Regions from separate parts of the Gossypium hirsutum genome. Here regions 1 and 2 are each linked to region 3. A link is a contact called in public Hi-C data. All regions are on one chromosome and are shown on one strand. The core of a region is the stretch at or near the end of the contact, and the rest is flanking DNA. Distances in the headings are between cores, read along the strand shown. Region 1 holds the start of LOC107910019. Region 2 holds the start of LOC107910030 (multicopper oxidase LPR1). Region 3 holds the start of LOC107910027 (probable ribose-5-phosphate isomerase 2).

Region 1 (3,997 bases), core at 696-3,195, 180 kb before region 3:
TTTTTCCCAGAGATTCCTCTCCCTATCTGATGGTTGGATGATAAAAGTTATGAAAGGGTCAGTCATCAGTTTCAGTATGTTTTATATATGTGTGTGAAAGGTTGGAGAATGGGTGTGGTTCCCAAGTGATGGGATTGGTGGTGGGTTAGGTGAAAGCAGAACAAATAGGAAGGAGACGATCCAGTGAGCAGTGATCCATAAAATGTTTTAACTTTTGCCATTTGTATTCTTTGTTAGAATAAGAAAATGATTGGGACCGGAACATGACCTTGTACGTTGGACAAGGCAACTCCTTTCAGTCCAACAATACCTCTTTTGTCATTATTTAAAAAATTAAAGAAAAAATAAATAAGCCATGACAATCTCAACTCAGTTTGTAAAATAAAAAGGATTAATTTTATTTATTTGTGAAATAAGCTATATCATTCATTGCTATCCTTTATTTTATTTGTTGTTATTTGATTTTAATTTCTAATATTTTGATTTTAACCCTAATTATTCTAAATAATCGAATTTAAAATCGATTAGCTAACCAAATGATTAAAATTTTGGTATGGTTTCATCTCTATCACTCACTGGATAAGTGTTGTTCTTTTATCTTCTGTTGAGTCACTAATTATCCAAAAAATTATCATTAAATTACAAGATAAAAAGTATTTAAAGAGTTTGATTAATTCGTAAAAGATAGTAACAAAATATAACTATTTATTATTAAATAAATAAATTTACAAAACTTGTAAATTGAATTAAAACAAAATGTATGGGTTAAAAGAAAAATACGGAGGCGGGGTAAAGGTCACGAGAAAGAGGTTTTGGGGCAGAACATTGACCTATCCTATCGATATTGCCACCCCAATATTAAATAATATTAATATAATAATCTCAGTTTTAATGTCTCCAAAAATTCTGAAACAGAAAATTACACATTTGGACTCCAAAGACCCCATAAACGAGAATTAAATAATCCTAATATGTCCGGTAACACTTTCCTAGCCAAACCCTTGTGGTTACTTGTCGGCGGCGGCCGCGTACCTACTTCCACATCACTATCTCCCGCTACCGGATATTCCTCCGTCATTTCCACCGCTGCAGCTGACTCTTCTCCAACATTCTTCTCCGTGGAAATGACGTCATCAGCAAAAACAGGTGCTTCCTCGGTCGAGACGGGGACTTGGTGACCCGGGAGGTCAGAAACCGGGTTCTCGGGAATGCGAGAGACCGTTTTGGTGTTAGCAGCCCTCCTTTTGAGACGCGCATTTTTCTTGGAAGGTTTGTGGGATTCGCCACTGGATAAGTGATCTTCAAAAGCTTCGATAACTTGATGGATAAGCTCGCGGTTAGGAGAAGAGTCCCAGCGAAGCCAATAAGTGGTGTAACAGTCGAAACAATCGCAGTCAAAATCAGGCGGCTGATGGGAGGGTTTAGCGGCGGAGGGTGGTGGGTGTTTCTTGGAAGATCTTTTCTTGGGAGAGATTAAAGAAGGGTTGGTGGTGGTGGTTTTGAGAGACCTTGTAATCATGTAAGCTAAAACTTGTCGGTCCTCGAGAGAAAGGACTGAAGCAACAACTAAAATTGCAGCTGGAAGAAGGTTTAAAACGGAAAGATGGTCTTCACTAGAAGAAGAAGAAGAAGAAGGGGATGGATATACTTTACCTTTGTTTTTGAGCTTCATGCTTTGCTTTTCTTTTTCTTTTCTTTTTTGTTTTTGTTTTGTTTTTTTTGTGGTTTCCCTGCCAAGCTTTGCTTCCAACTTTCAAGTCGTAAAGGAAGGTTACAAAAAATAGGTAAGTAATCAAAGTAGGGATTTTTGTGGGACAACCTTAAAAGTTAAAGGTGGGGTTTTTTTTTTTATCTCTCCAATGTGTGTTTTGTTTTGAATATATATATATATATATGTATATATGATGTTAGACCACTTTATTTATTAGATAAGTCTTGGCTTTCGATTGAAACATTTATATTAAAAGGTTTGGAGTTTATTTAATTATCTATGTGTAAGTTAAAATATTAAAAAGTAAAGACTATGAGGTGTTCAAAATCAAAGTAAAAAAACCAAAAAAAAGCAAAGAAAATTTATTAGATTAACTTTTTTATTTTATTTAGATCTAATCTATTTGGATGAGCAGTTACTCTTTTTTGTATTTCATTTTAAACTTGAGTACTTCGAATTATGAATTAAATCAATTGCTTTTAAGCATTTTTAAATGATAATATTTTAATCATTTTTAAAATTAAATCAATTGATGTTAGCATTGGATAAATTTTTTATTTATTATAATTATATATATAATTTAAAATAAAAAATTCAATATGAATATCATTATATTTATAAAAGTTTATAAATAATTTTAATAAAATAAAATTTTTAAAAATATATATTAGAATTAAATAAAATAACTTTTAAATTTAAGTTTTTTATCTTATAATGAGACCATATATATTAAATTAAATTAAATTAAATTATGAAGAAATTTGAAAAGCCCCCTATTTAGGTGGAATTTAAAAAAGTAAATTAAGAATCTCTCACAAAATTACTCATAAATCTTGAAATTCTCTAATATATTCATCCAAATAAATAAATTTATTTTTAAAATTTTAAAAACTTTAATAATACAAATGAAATCTAAAATGTTAGGATTTTCAATTACTTTTTTTGGATAAATAATTTATTTATAAAAAATTAAGTTAATAGAATTTTACAATTTAAAAAATAATTATAAAAGAAGAATAATTATATTAAAAATAAATAATAGAAAAAATATGTTATATTTGTAAAAATTTATAAATAGTTTTAATAAAATAAAATTTAAATTATATATTTATAATTAAATAAAAATACACGTCTATTAAACCAAATAAAATTAGAAGATTTTTTTTGTATTCTTCATGTCCATTTTATGGTTTATATTCGGGGTTCTTAACTGTCCTTTTCAAAGTTCGAACCTTCATTCTCTCCTTGAGAGTACAATATGTTTTACCATTGCATCCAATCACTTATTAGTAAATTATGAGCAATTTCGAAAAGTCACCTATTTAGGTGGAATTTGAAAAAAAGAATTTGAGCTATTAAAAAAAGAATTAGGTCAAAGGTTGTTTTTTTAATTAATTAAGTCTTTAGGTCGGTTTTAAAATTAATTAGGAAAATAGGTCAATTTTAGGAGAGAAATGAAAAGCGCGTACAAGTGGGAAAGCTTTTTGCATAGGTGTTAGGAAAGCTCGCCTAGCTAGACATGTTTTCCCTCAACGGTAAAAAAACAATAGTTTTTTTTTAACGTTGTCGCACCAACGGTAAAAAAATTTTAAAATTCCAATGGTAAGTTTTTTTTATCCTATAAATACCCCATAAATTCCATTTTTTTCATTCACATCCTTCTCTCAACTCTCTCAAACCTCTCAAGTCTCTCAAGTCTCTCAACTTTCTCGTTTTGATTGTGCTCGATATTTTTATTTAAAAAATAATATTTTTATTATCTTGTATTGTATTTGTTCAAAATTGATTTTTCACAAATGGTCGCCTCTCTTATCTACTTTGACAACAAACATATTTTCGCCGCCTAAGCAACAATGGCAAGATAGAAATTTAAATTTCGTTAATTTCAATAATGTTAAATTTAATTTTTTTTAAATTTGAAATTGTTTTTATTGTGTAAATAGACGGATGATCGTGTTCTGGAAGGCTTCATTCATAATATGGAAAAGCCTGCGATCCCTGAAATTCATGGCTACTTGTAAGTGGTTGGATTCTTACATGCGTCTTGCATGTTCGAGGGCTGCAAACTCGATTTGGCACTAATCAGTGCGTTGGTAGAAAGATGGAGGCCTGAAACACACACTTTTCATCTTCCATGCGGCGAGTGTACAATCACACTCGAGGACGTAGCGCTACAACTCGGTTTGCCAATGGATGGGCTAGTCTTCAAGGAATAAGTGATCGTTTCAGGTAAAAAGGACCTCTACACAACACTATTGGGGAAGGTCCAGGACAAGTTCGAAGGTG
Region 2 (4,407 bases), core at 1,025-3,524, 190 kb after region 3:
GAAATAAACTAAATTTTATAACTATCAATGGAGACTCTAAAGAAGGAAAGAAAAAAAATGATGTTTTTTTTTTATTTACTCAAGCTTTTATTGAACATTTTATGGGGTCGTGTCTTGATTTACTGTTATTTTTCATGGGTTTGGAAGATTTTTCTGGTGTAATGACTGTGGATTGTCGATGAATATGTTTTGAGGAAGGTGTCTTGCTTGACTATTTGATTTCTTTATATTGTTGGTTCTTGGATTTTCCTATTAGAGCTTTTTGCTGATTCACTCATTCATTGTTTTCTCTTTTTCTTTTCCCATTATTTTCTTGGAATTCACAAAGGATGAGTAAGGTTAATGTGAGGATGTTACTAAAACATGGCAAAGTATAAAAGGTGAGCACACAAATTTATTAAAATTTTCAGAACTTAGAACTAAAATAACAAATCTTATAAATATTGAGGACTAAATTTGTTGAATATTTTATATTTATGATTAAATTGATAGAATGTGTAAATATTAGATGGTTAAATTTGTTATTAAATCAATAAAAAAAAGTCCACATCAAGTTCCCGTCACTCATGTAAAGGCCACTAATGAGAGAGTGACTAACATATTTGATTTTGAAAAATTTATTGACTAAATTGAAAAACACAATTATTCAATGACCAAAATAAAACGAATACTATAATTTAGTGATATTTTTGTAATTTACCCTTTATTTAAAGGGGGAAAACAGCCTGTTGATAACTTGATTCCTTTCCTTTATTCGAACTCATATACTTCAGTTCATCATAATGCTTCACAATATAAATATCGACACAGATTATTTAAACTTAATCTAATTGATTCATTCACATTTATATTATTCCAAAAGACAATAAAGATGTAGCAAAGGGCAAAAGTTCCAAAAGAAACAGTTGGCGGTCGAAACCTAATTATTTAAGAAAAATTCAATGTGGGTGGTCGAGACCTAATTATTTAGTTTAAATGCACAAGCATGTGGTGTTCACTAAGTGATGAATTTGTGCCCAATGCTTTACACTTTGGACATCCACAAAATCAGTAAGTAAGTAAATATTCTTCATGCTCATTATGATAATCATGTCCAAACTTATATTGCTTCACTTTAAAATTAGGTTCAAGCAGGTTATTCATTTTGCTCATTATGAAAGTTAACGTGGTTTTCATAAAGATAAAAGAATGCTAAAATTTATTGAAACTCGATAAAAGTAGCATAAAGATTTTTATATTAGGAATCAGATTACATTTTGATTTTTCTATTAAAAAATAGATAAATTAATCAATGTAGGTTAGATCAAAAAAGCAAATTGACCATCCCTGCTAAAAATTTCATCTCTTTATATGGTTAAAAACTGGCATAGCTAACGTGTACTTCATATTGACATACATAAACTCATTTTAACAGCAGAGATGGATGAATTTTTAACAAAAGAGCTAATTTACTTTTTGATCTAACGTATAAATACTAATTTACCCATTTATTGAATAAAGAGATAAAAATACAATCCGACTCTTAATACAAAGAATTCCATAATATATACTTTTACCATTCACACACTTAATATTGTGGAAAAGTAAAACACGTTTCTGATATGTTGTAATTGAGGCGTCATCACTATTCCTTTTGACGAATTAATCAAAAAAAAAAAAAAGAAATCTTGATGGGATTGAAATATGGTCTGATGGAATCCATCAACCAAGCAAATTAAGTCAAGCAGTGGGAGACTTATGGGAGTGATGTTAACAGTTAATCAACCAAACAAAAAGCTTTGGTTGTGGTTTAAAATTCTGCAAAAGGGAACATGGAATCTATAGAAAGATTAATTAGTTTGGACCGATATAGGGTCCTTCTCAGTACACATATTTATTAGTCAACCAGAGAAATCTAGCGTCTTCAACTTCACACCTCAATTAAAGAGAAAGCTGTTTAAACAAAAATCGAACACGTAACACCACTCACATTGAGAAGAAACTAAAGAATATGTACTATTAATTTGAAATCAATTCTATGCTCATTCCATTCGATAGCAAATAATATTACGCGCTCAAGATTTCTTTTTTCTAAATTTTCTTTTGAAATTAATAAATAAAAATGAAACATATTGCGTGAGTTTAAACAGTAAAACCAAACGTTATAACAATAAAAATGTAGTTGAATATGAAGGGGATGAAAAATATATAACTACATTAATTAAGCTTAAGTAACTGTAGGTTTTCTGTTCAGACCTCCAGCTCCAAACTTTTAATGTCATTAAACTTTTTCATAGAAATTTCAGCAAAATCAAGGAGTTTCTTTTTATCGGAGATGCCAAGGTGGAGTTGGAAACTTATCTCCCTTTGTTTTTATCTGTCTGGCTATGGTAATTGGGTATACTTTTTTTTCGGTTCATAACAAAGTTTTTTTTGTCAATTACGTTTTACTCTATTATATATGGATTTTGATTCTGGTATGGAATGATTATACCATCATTTTTATAATCAGAATATGATATAATAGTAAAAACACACACATGAAAATTATATAAACAGAAGGAAGTGCCATATCTTTACCAAGTTAACCCCTATGAAGGCATTCCCTTTCAAAGCTTATCTCTCTCTCTCACTCTCACTCACGCACACACAATACTCACGCTTTCTCCCTCTGTTTTCTCTGGTTTCGATGAGGAGGATTCTGCTTTTTCTCCTACTTTTAGCTCACCTTGGGGAGCTCGGCGCTGAAGATAGGCTTCTGAATCCATCAAAACTGGAGATGTTCGTTGATGAGCTTCCAGATATGCCTAAAATCCAAGGTTTTCGTATGCTCAATACTTCCCCCAAACCCAAGTCACTCATGATTGGCATGTTCAAGAAAAAATGGGTAACTATATTCCTTTCTTTTCTATTCCAAATATTCTTGCTAAGCAATTAGGAGAATTTCTTTTTCAAAATCTACAGCTATTGACAACCTGCAACTTGTATTCTTATTTTTCTTTTAAGAATTATAGCGCAAAACTAGAGAAAAGAGTTGAAATGTTTTAAGTCTCCTCTTCCAGTAGCTGAAAAGAAGCGTGTTCCTCAGTCACCTTACCTTCTTGTCTTCAAAAGTTGCTGCAAATTCATGTAATTACATAACCCCTAAATATAGTATAGTTAAAAACTGAGACTGGTTCTTTGCTATCTTCGACACCTTGGCCAGTTGTAAAGTTTGGTGCTTTCCCATCTTAATATATTTACCAAAATAATAATAATAATATAAAGTAGCCAGCGAAGTGAGGGATAATAATAAGTTATGAGTTGCAGTCTTATTTTATTTAATTGTTTGATTGATTAGTTTATTTTTTACACTTTTTATTAACAGAGTAATTAAATTATGTTGGTAAATTCAAGGGAAAAATGTTTCATCTTTTAGCAAAACTTGGGTCTTACAACATCATCATAATCGTTCTACTTCGTCTAAATTCGAGATTGCAGAAATTCCACAGGGACTTGCCTCCAACGCCAGTGTTCGCCTATGGTGCTTCAAGGCGCGGGGCAACAGTCCCCGGTCCGACCATCGAGGCACTCCAGGGAATTGACACTTACGTGACATGGAAAAACTTTCTCCCATCAAAGCACATACTGCCATGGGATCCGACAATTCCCACTGCCATACCTGCAACCAAGACGGGAATCCCTACCGTAGTGCATCTCCATGGCGGCATGCATGAACCCGCCAATGATGGAAACGCAAACTCATGGTTCACTGCTGGATTCAAAGAGAAGGGTCCTGACTGGTCTAAGAGAACATATCGCTACAACAATAATCAGCAGCCTGGAAGTCTTTGGTACCATGATCATGCCATGGGGTTGACTAGAGTCAACCTATTAGCCGGTCTGATAGGAGCCTATGTTATTCGACACCCTGAGGTTGAGGGCCCACTTGAACTTCCCCACGGCGAAGAGTTCGATCGGCCTTTGATCGTCTTTGATCGTAGCTTTCGTAAGGATGGATCCATATACATGAATTCCACCGGAAACAACCCCTCTATACATCCGCAATGGCAGCCGGAATATTTCGGCGACTTAATCATAGTGAATGGTAAGGCATGGCCCAAGATGACGGTACGACGCCGTAAATACCGATTACGTATAGTCAACGCTAGCAATGCTAGATTCTTCAGACTTTTCTTCACAAATGGCTTGGAGTTCATCCACGTGGCATCTGACTCGACTTACCTCGTGGAACCCGTGGTGACCAATGAAACTCTGCTGGCACCCTCAGAGATTGCTGACGTGGTCGTTGACTTTTCAAAGTCAAAGACTGATGAAGCTGTTCTGGCTAACGATGCACCCTACCCTTACCCGTCCGGAGACCCAGTCAACGAATTAAACGGTAGAGTCATGAAATTTACCATCAAGAAAGAGCGAGAGGTTGACACG
Region 3 (4,225 bases), core at 1,179-3,678:
TGTCAGTAAATGGAAGCACCCACCTGATCAGTCTGTGAATATCAACTTTGACGCTGCATATGATGAGAGATATTCTCATTCGGCACTAGGAATTGTGGCCAGGAACAGCGAAGGAAAGGTTCTCCTTGCATGCTCGGAAATCCACAATCAAGCCGCTTCAGCCTTTGCTGCTGAGGCAATCGCGTGTAGAAGTGCAACTCAACTCGGCATTGACATGAAATGGGAAAACATTATCATTGAAGGGGACTCATTATCAATAATCAAAAAGTGCAGAACAAAGAGTCAGGATAAGTCATTGATAGGGGCATATATACATGATATTCAACAGATCTCGCTTAAAACTCGAAAATGCCGATTCGAATCTACTCCACGAATAGCAAATTGTCTAGCACACTCTATTGCAATCAAAACAATGAAAAGCAAGAAGGAGGTTTACCTCATAGGAAAAGTCCCTGAATATGCAGAAAAACTGAAGGAGAGGGATAGTGTGAGAGAACCAGACTGAAAGAAATTGAAGGTAAAGATGGAAAATAGAGAGTTTAAAGTGGATAATCAAGAGACTTGGCAGAGAAGCTCTCCTTGGGAATCTGAAATCGTCTTAAACAAGTAATGTCAGATGGTAAGATAAGACGATTTCTAAAGCATTTTCAGATTGGGAATTGTGATAACATTGAATGCGTTTATTAGGACTTTATTGTTTAGTTTTCTAGAGTTTTCCGTTTTATTTTATTGTTTAGTTTTTCTCCTTTTGGGCTTTTGTTTATTAGGACTTTGGTTTTTAGGCCATTGACTTTCTGGGCTGTGAGTTAAGGTCTGTATTTTTATGTTTTTTAAATAAAATTAAATCTGATTATTGTTTTCAAAAAAAAGATAAAGAAAAATAATATTGTCATAATATTTGTATCATGGTTTTAATTTGTTTGAATATTCAATAAATTTAAAAGTCAATTTAATTACAATCGAAGATTTAAAATATGAATAGATTCTATTAGTAATAGTTTGATTTGAAAAGAGGAAGAGAAAAGGCAGTAGCGGTGGAGAATAATGAACATTTTCCCTAAAAACGCTATTTGCACTGCAGGGGAGCTATTGCCTATTCATTTCTCCAAAACCCAACTACAACACATCCTGCTCCTTGATTCCGTCATCCACTACATAAATCAATATTCCTACAGCTTTCATATATAAGACATAACATTGTTTGGATTATTGGTAGTGATTTTGTTGGGGTTTAAATAAAGAAAGCGTAGTTCAATTACGCAACTCTAGAAAACAATCAATGTTTTACTAAAATCAAATTTTAGTAGTTGATTTAGTTTTAATTTGATAGGAATGGACATTGTTGTTAATACAAGAGGATGTGAGTTTGAGTATATTGAGACGTATTATCTTCCTATTTATAAGTAATTCTAGATATTGTATCAAAAAGAACACATATGATTAAAATATATAATAAAATCATTTTAAAAAGAAAGTAGTGTTCAATAATGATAATGAAAAGAGAAAGTAAATTTTACTATTTGGATTATATCAAATAATTGTAGGGTTTTGGATGAATATTTGTATTCAAAATTTTAGGTTATATATGATTAGGCAATGGGATTGGTTTAAGAAGAACATCATCAATAGCTGTAGATACGGAACGCGGCAAGAATCATGCAAAAGGGTCAACAGTTGCCCACGGTTCCTTGAAAATGATTGGTGGACCAAATCATAGATTTCAAAGTTGCAAATGCATGCCCCACGCCACGCCTGCCCCCTCTTTTTTCTATTTATTGAGAGAGTTTGCCGACAAATCCATCCTATATGCGGAGATTCGTAATTTAAGTCCCCACGCGTTTCCTTGCAACTTGTATTAAATCTTCAAAATTGAGACATGTACAATTTAATTATTATGTAAATATATTTTATTTTTTGAATAATAATACTAGTTAAATAAAAATAGGGTAAATTAGATTATTAGTCATTAAATTATGAGTAAATTTTTGTTTTGGTAATTTAACTTAAAAAGGTTTCAAGTCTTTGGACTACTAAAATCAATGTCATATGACTTTCTCTGTTCGTACTACATACACTAATCAAAAGCTCTCTTTCCATTCCTCTTTTATAAATATTTTTTCATAAAATGATTTTGGATATTACGAATCTATGATTCAAAATTAAAATAACTTTTTTCTTTCAATCTTTGACACTAACCATTAAATTAATTTGGATCTAAAGCATATTATTCAACTCGTCAATGAGTACTAATTCACGACACCAATTATCGAATCATTACTTTAAACTCACTGGTGGAAGAATTTATTTTTATTTTTATTTTTAAATTTAACAGTCCAATAATTTAATTAAAAAATTTTCAACATTTAAGTGACTAATGCTGAAGTTTGACCTAAAGCCAATATTCGATTTTCCGAATCTCTCTGGTATTATTATTTTGTGTCGGCCTTGGATTCTCCGTTTTATAAGAAGCAAAGGAAGGGCAGCCCACTCACACTACACCCTAACAATCCCTTATCCCTTATACCTCGCTCGCCTCCCCGCCTTTCTTCTTCAAAGCAAAGAAAATTCCCACTCTTTTCTTTCCTTTTTCTCTCACTATTCATACCCGTTTGATTTTTTTGGTTGATTTAGTTTTTAACTTGCCAAATTTTTTAATATATTCTTCTTTATTGTTTGCTACCGATTAGCCCCGCCCAAATAATGGCTGTTGCTTGGTCTGAAAAAGCTTCTTCCATGGAGGCTTTGTCTTTGTCTCCTCCTATGTCTCCGCCGGTTATCCTAACCCAAGACGAATTGAAAAAAATCGCCGCTTACAAAGCCGTTGAGTTCGTGGAATCAGGCATGGTTCTGGGTCTGGGCACAGGTTCCACGGCCAAACACGCTGTCGAGCGGATCGGCGAGTTGCTTCGTCAAGGCAGGCTCACCAACATCATAGGAATCCCCACCTCCAAAAAAACACAAGAACAAGCTATTTCTTTAGGTATCCCACTTTCGGATCTCGACAGCCACCCCACCATTGATTTGGCAATCGACGGTGCTGATGAAGTGGACCCGCATCTTAATCTGGTGAAAGGCCGAGGTGGGTCTCTGTTAAGAGAGAAAATGGTGGAAGGAGCTTGCAAGAAATTTGTATGTATCGTTGATGAATCCAAGTTGGTCAAGTATTTGGGAGGCAGCGGTTTGGCTATGCCCGTCGAAGTTGTTTCTTTTTGTTGGAAATTCACTGCCAATAAACTCCAAAACTTGTTTCGAGATTCTGGTTGCGTTGCCAAGCTGAGGAAAGACTGTAAAGGGGAGCCATTCGTAACGGATAATGGGAATTACATTGTGGATTTGTATTTGAAGAAAGATATTGGGGATTTGCAGGTGGCAAGCGATGCTATTTTGAGGATTGCTGGTGTGGTTGAGCATGGCATGTTTCTTGATATGGCCACTACTGTTATAGTTGCAGGTGAGCTTGGAATCACCATCAAGAATAAGTAGTACAAACTCAAACTAACTTTATTTTAATAATTAGGGAATTGCTATTGCAGCTGGGAATGGATTCTTCCTTTTTTGGCATCTATTGATTGATGACAAGAGTTGTCTTGTCTTCTCAAGTTTTGTTATTTTCGTTTTGGACACAAATTTAAGGGAAGAGAAGATTTAGGGATGTTAGGATTGTGAAAGCAGTAGTTGAACTATGAGAATGATGAATGTCAACTGGTCTATGGTCTTTTTAATCATAAAATCGGTTTATTATTGCATTTGATTAGGAATTTTTGACCCGTAGTCAAATTGACATTGAAGCAAAGGGGTCTTTCATCATCTTCTTCAATATGGCTTTTAATTACTCTTCTTTTTTTTTCTGTAATAAATCATCAAATTGCAAATCCCATGGAAGTTCAGTATTGGGTTTTTGAATTCAGAGGCTCGATCAAGCTTATAGGTTACTTGATATTTGAATTGAATTGAATTCATTTGATAGCTTGACTTATTTCGAGCTAAACTAAATAAACTGTGAGCATAGTTGTGTTGGGCAAACTTTTTAAAGTTTTCACAAACTTCATTGGCAAATACTACTGTCCCAAAACATACAAACTAAACAAAAAAAAATCAAGTCAGACAAACGACTTACATTTTCAATGGAACGGGGACAAGCAGCACTGACTGTGGATGACAGTTTCCTACTAACATATTAACCAACAAGATTTTCATGCTAGCGATCAAGCTACATAGCTGGCAG

Evidence for each region. A called contact is a pair of places that touch in the nucleus more often than the background predicts.
Region 1: a Hi-C map of leaf shows a contact between it and region 3, with 2.2 times the contacts expected there. The contact joins the promoter of LOC107910019 here to the promoter of LOC107910027 in region 3. A contact is called at or near these places in 2 of 34 Hi-C or Micro-C datasets (callus and leaf).
Region 2: a Hi-C map of leaf shows a contact between it and region 3, with 4 times the contacts expected there. The contact joins the promoter of LOC107910030 here to the promoter of LOC107910027 in region 3. A contact is called at or near these places in 4 of 34 Hi-C or Micro-C datasets (hypocotyl and leaf).

Annotation. Positions count from the first base shown.
Region 1 is chrD02:55,330,670-55,334,666 of Gossypium_hirsutum_v2.1, reverse strand. It overlaps LOC107910019, which reads right to left and starts at 1,945. Exons shown (of 1, transcript XM_016837752.2): 1 at 686-1,945. The coding sequence starts at 1,672. The coding sequence ends at 920.
Region 2 is chrD02:54,965,161-54,969,567 of Gossypium_hirsutum_v2.1, reverse strand. It overlaps LOC107910030 (multicopper oxidase LPR1), which reads left to right and starts at 2,274. Exons shown (of 3, transcript XM_016837763.2): 1 at 2,274-2,866; 2 at 3,460-4,407. The coding sequence starts at 2,573.
Region 3 is chrD02:55,150,568-55,154,792 of Gossypium_hirsutum_v2.1, reverse strand. LOC107910027 (probable ribose-5-phosphate isomerase 2) reads left to right here and starts at 2,428. Exons shown (of 1, transcript XM_016837761.2): 1 at 2,428-3,903. The coding sequence starts at 2,701. The coding sequence ends at 3,483. It overlaps LOC107910026 (protein PIN-LIKES 2), which reads right to left. Exons shown (of 2, transcript XM_016837760.2): 2 at 4,013-4,225. The coding sequence ends at 4,211. It overlaps LOC107910025 (a long non-coding RNA gene), which reads right to left and starts at 690. Exons shown (of 7, transcript XR_005910432.1): 1 at 24-690.